2 separate regions of the Salmo salar genome follow, and region 1 is linked to region 2. A link is a contact called in public Hi-C data. All regions are on one chromosome and are shown on one strand. The core of a region is the stretch at or near the end of the contact, and the rest is flanking DNA. Distances in the headings are between cores, read along the strand shown.

What was found. A called contact is a pair of places that touch in the nucleus more often than the background predicts.
Region 1: a contact with region 2 is called in a Hi-C map of gill, with 3 times the contacts expected there. The contact joins the promoter of LOC106571796 here to the promoter of snx3 in region 2. A contact is called at or near these places in 2 of 3 Hi-C or Micro-C datasets (gill and muscle).

Annotation. Positions count from the first base shown.
Region 1 is chrssa15:59,809,628-59,812,327 of Ssal_v3.1, reverse strand. LOC106571796 (osteopetrosis-associated transmembrane protein 1) reads right to left here and starts at 1,355. Exons shown (of 6, transcript XM_014145254.2): 1 at 891-1,355; 2 at 289-403. The coding sequence starts at 1,277.
Region 2 is chrssa15:59,671,899-59,674,780 of Ssal_v3.1, reverse strand. It overlaps snx3 (sorting nexin 3), which reads right to left and starts at 1,417. Exons shown (of 4, transcript NM_001141411.1): 1 at 1,208-1,417. The coding sequence starts at 1,369.

The sequences.
Region 1 (2,700 bases), core at 106-2,605, 140 kb before region 2:
CACATTCAACAGTTTCCCATGTGTATCAAGGATGGCCCACCACCCAAAGAACATCCAGCCAAGTTAACACAACTGTGGGAAGCATTGGAGTCAACATAGGCCAGCATCCCTGTGAAACGCTTTCGACACCTTGTAGAGTCTATGACCCGACGAATTGACACTGTTCTGAGGGCAAAGGGGGTGGGGAGATACAACTCAATATTAGGAAGGTGTTCCTAATGTTTGGTATACATATCAGCAATAGGAAAAAAAGCTTCATGTGTTTATAATATAAGACAGTCCACCTACTGTTACATTCTGAACCAGTCCAGATGTCCTTCAGGTTGTTGTAGAGCAGGAACACCAACATCAGCCTATCAGAACGCAGGAGGCTGTCTCTGCAGCTCACATTCCCTGGGCCCATCTGGAAACAGACACACAAGCAGTCTCAATGAGGGCGTTTACCATCCCTATTGTTTAGCCTTACTAATTAGATTCTTATATTGAGGATTCAATGGATACAGCTTAAAGTACTGAGAAATTGATGTGGCAAAACATTGCCACTAGGCTATAGAATACCTATTTAACGCCCATTATGGCAACAGTCAGTCGTGGCTTTTGTTCTCCTAGTCACCAGGCATGTGACTAGGATGGCTAGTCTTGTGATCTCCTATTTCCCCCTACTACACAGTACACACCTCACCACTATACATGTTATACTGCAACCAGAGGCGCATTAGCAACGGTCCCATGACGCATGTGACAATGGCGCACGTATTAACCCATAGATGATATATATTAATTAACCCGCAGCACAGGACAAAAACATCGAAACGCATAATATTAAAAACACAATGATAAACTCAAAGAAGTCCACTGAGAAAACACAAATGCTAACTTACTTAGCCTACCTGGTCTGATGATATGTTTGTGTAAATTTCCATAAGGTTGTCGTAGGTGCCATAACAATTTTGGCACACTTTGACAGGACGCGCGGCGGACACCAAACAATTCACATATGTTGAATATCGCTGCCCAAAGATAGCCAGCAGCTCGACGCAGTAATCGCTGACCTCCAGATCTTCTGGAAACGCCGACAACAGATTGAGAGAAAAATAGGAACCGCGGCTAGGCTGAAACACGGGCGACTGCGACGCCACTGCCGCAGCGAGCTGCTTCAAGCCGTCTGCGCTCAACTCTGAACCCAGGATGGTGGAGTTCACAGCGACAGTAAACGTTTGAGCATTGCCATAATATAGCAACGCTATCAATAACGCAGCCACCTGGAAGATATACATGTTTGAAGAAGCACCTTCCAAACCGTGACTGTATTCCAAAACTCACTCTTCATAACAGTCCATCACTTCCTGTTCCTGGTGTGTAAAGCACGCGATGTAGAACCTGTCGAGTGATTGGTTGAGCCTTCTTGAGTGCGTGACGTCCCTCTAAGCCCTTACCAAAACATGGCGGACAATTTCTCTTGCATCGGATCTGAAACCATATTGTAATGAAACAGGCAGGGAGCAGGTCTCGAACCCTCGGCCTTCTTGCCCGAAGTCCAGCGCGCTATTGACTGTGCCCCAAAAGCATGTTCGTGTGGCAGATTTTATAAACCCAGGGTCGTTACTATATATATATATATATATATATACATACATACATACATACATACATACATATCTTTTAACAAGGCAAGTCAGTTAGGAACACATTTGTAGTTACATTGACGGCCTCCCAGGGAACAGTGGTTTAACTGCCTTGTTCATGGGCAGAAGTACAGATGTTTACCTTGTCAGCGTTTCGATCCAGCAACCTTTTGGTTGGCCCAACACGCTAACCGCTAGGCTACCTGCCACTCCAGTACAGTAGCCAACCATAGCCCCATGCCAGCTTTAGGTAGTTAGCTAGTATCTACACTTGGGAGCTCATGGGCACACAGGCTACATAAGCCAACTGGTTAGACATATTTCACCACTGGTGACTAGTTCGTTTTCAGACAAACATGTTCAAGTCTTTGACTGCATTTAGGAGGACAGCTAATTACTGAAAAGTAACGCTAGCTAGCTAGATCACTGCCACGCACTAGCCACTGACTAGTCGTGGACGCATGTCATATTCTTTGATATATTTCGGTTAACTTGCTCAAATCAAGCAACACATACCAGACCGTTTGTGAAAAGGTATAAAATAACAATTAGTAAGCTCATTTTTTGAAGGATCGGACAGTGAAACTAAAATAGATTGGTAGCTAGTGAAGCTTTCATTTCTTTCCCAATTAATTTGTAATCAAGCTGAAGCTGGGTTTCCCAAGTCGTTCGGTGGGTGCTAACTGCTCATGCCGGTGTCACGGGCTAGCTAAACATTACTTGTGCGAAGGTCGGCTGTTTGTTCACCCACACCTGCCCGCAATTGCTAATTACTCTACACAACCACCCAACAATATGTGCAAATCTAAGGCCCGCACCTCAGGCTACAATAACAGACAGCGGAAAGATTTTATGACGGGGTGCAGATTTTTTGTTGTTGCCTGATTTAGATTGCCTATGCTACTGCTTTTTGTTAGTCAACTTGTCTATAGTTAGATATGCAGCTTCTCTTCTGTTATGATATCTTGCCCTAGATGACTAAATAAACTCATGCTCACCAGAATGATGTCATAAATTATAGAATGAATGCTTCAGTTTAGTTGACATTAGTACATTTCTCTGTCATCTCTGCTTC
Region 2 (2,882 bases), core at 168-2,667:
TTCACCGGACGTGCTACCTGTCCCAGACCTGGTGTTTTCAACTCTCTAGAAACAGCAGGAGCGGTAGAGAAAAGCCAACTGACATTTACTCCTGAGGTGCTGACCTGTTGCACCTTAGACATCCACTGTGATTATTATTATTTGACCATGCTGGTCATTTATGAACATTTGAACATCTTGGCCAAGTTATGTTATAATCTCCACCCGGCACAGCCAGAAGAGGACTGGCCAACCCTCATAGCCTGGTTCCTCTATGTTTCTTCCTAGGTTTTGGCCTTTCTAGGGAGTTTTTCCTAGCCACCGTGCATTGCTTGCTGTTTGGGGTTTTAGGCTGGGTTTCTGTACAGCACTTTGAGATATCAGCTGATGTAAGAAGGGCTATATAAATACATTTGATTTGAGTCAGGGCATAAGAGAAGAGACATTTCTTCACTGAATGAGGGAGCTGGACTCTGAGCTCTAGCTCGGTTTCTAGGTAGAGACTTTACATTAACGTCTCATGGACTGTTTAAATACGCCCTTGTCAAGCTCTTTACTTCTGTGTGTGACAAATACCATTATCTACCCTTTACACCCGATGACAGAGGTGTGGCTGGAGCACAACAAGGATTTGTTAACGGTTCGTTACTTTAGTAAATATAGCCTAGCAAGTAGATCATACAAATTCGCTTCTGTAGCTAACTACATGGCTCCCTGACTTGTTTGACGTGGAGCTCTTGCAAACAAGACACAAACAAGTCCCCCACCTTCAACAACATATTTGTAACTTGCCATTGGCGACACATTCCTTAAGATAACATCTAGCTAGCTAACAATTAGCAAGACAGTTGGCTAGGAAATCGTAAATAACTGGAGGCCCATGCAATGATACAATGTATCAATACTTTGACAACCTCACTAGAATTAGTTGAATTGTTTTAATATACAGCTGCATTGGTTAAATGTCACTATAACTACGCGTTAGTTGAATTAAAGCATCAAGTAGTTGGCTAACTAGTATGCTAACAACAGCTAACGTTAGCTAGTTACCCCGTGTTTAAAAGCTGGTTGGCTAACTAACGTTAGCTACTATAACTGATTTGACCGTTTGAATATTATTAATATCTGACTGGTACACATCTCTTAGTGTGACCCTTGCTAAACGCAATCCCCTTTATCAAGATGACCAGGTTCATTGCCCTAAAGAGCAAGATAATGGTTTGCTCACCTTTAGTCTGATTTCATACGTGGTAAACCTGGTCCTGCCGACACCGACCGTCTCAGGGTTGCTCACGTCTATCTCTAGAAAGTTACTAGGTGGTCCATACGCGTCATTCAAGTTCTGAGGCTTGGAGAATAGCCTCCTTGTATCAGCTATGGTATCAGCCATTTCTCCCTCACTAGCTAGCTAAGTTAGCCTCAATGGTTTGGGGTTGCGCGCTCCACTTCCGATCAGCTGAGGTGCAGCTGACGCTTGGCACCTTCCTTGTGTTTTGTTTACAACCTATGTCTCAGCGCATTTGCATTTTCTTGGCTGATAAGTGTACTATCTGAAATATTGACCAATCAGAGTTATATGCGCTGTGTAAAGTATTGTATTTCATTCCCCACAAACTAAACAAAATAGCTACATACGTATAGCAAAATACACTTTACGGAATACATATTACATGTAAACCCTTTTGATTGGCTTTATAATTCGCCCATAAACGTAGTTTATTATAAAGGAAATGACGTGTTATTTCTTCTTCTTTGGTATAATGGCGTTCGCAACATTTATATGTGCATTCCGCCACCTACTGTACGGGTATATAATAAGGATCCTGAAAGGAAAACAATGCGTAGTAAAAAATACATGTAAAAAAATCCCATACAAACTACGAAATGTTAAACTGAATCAGCCTGCTTTTCTGTTTTAATCAGGTCCCTACCCAGGCTCAGAAGGATCCTGTGATGGCAGGGCATTTCCAGGTGACAGTAGTCCTTGCAGTGCTTCTTCCATTAAGTCGTGGAGGCCCAAAAACTTCTCAGCTGCAGATATAATGATGTCCATCTTATTGGACTTGATGTCCATCTTATTGGACACTTGTGCAGTACAATTAATAACTATGGCTATAAATACTACAAAATCCACATTTTTCACATTAAGTGTATCCAGATCACTTGATTGAAGTATAACCTTTGCAACTGGTTGCGGTGCATCCACCACCATATCTTCTTCAGAACTGTGGCCTCTTACCCCTTCAACACTCTTCACCGCCTCCACATAGGAGATTTGCTGTACAACCCTGATCCTTGACACCTCAACCTCTTTCACCCTAACAGGGCACTCAGGGAATTCAGTAATATGATCGCCACCACAGTTGCAACATTTTACATTCAAGACTCTTCAATAACATATTCCTTCTGTCGGCAAACACTTAACACATGGCCAAACTTTTTACACTTCTTGCATTGCATTGGGTTTTGCACGAACACTCTTATATATGTTATATATCCCAACTTTACTCATCAAACATCAATAATACAGATACACTTTGCTCCTTTTTCCCATTCTCCAAGCGGGTCATGCGACATGCATTAACTACTCATGGAATTTTTTGCCTAAGATACTGATTATCAATGTCCAACCGGACGGCAGAAATAACACAATTTACTGGTGCCCTGCTCCGAAAATCAATGCTGTTCACTTCAATTGTCGATATTTTCGCAAGCCACAACGCACGCTCCTTTTGCTATTTAGATACACATGATATCAACACCATACCATTCCTGGTTACTTTGATTGCATCCACTTTTCCCAACGCCCTCCTCACCATCCTCGTGACTACAAAAGGGTTTCCCAAATAAACATCTTTATCCAAAAAACGTACTCCAACAAGGAATGATTCATCAGACTCATT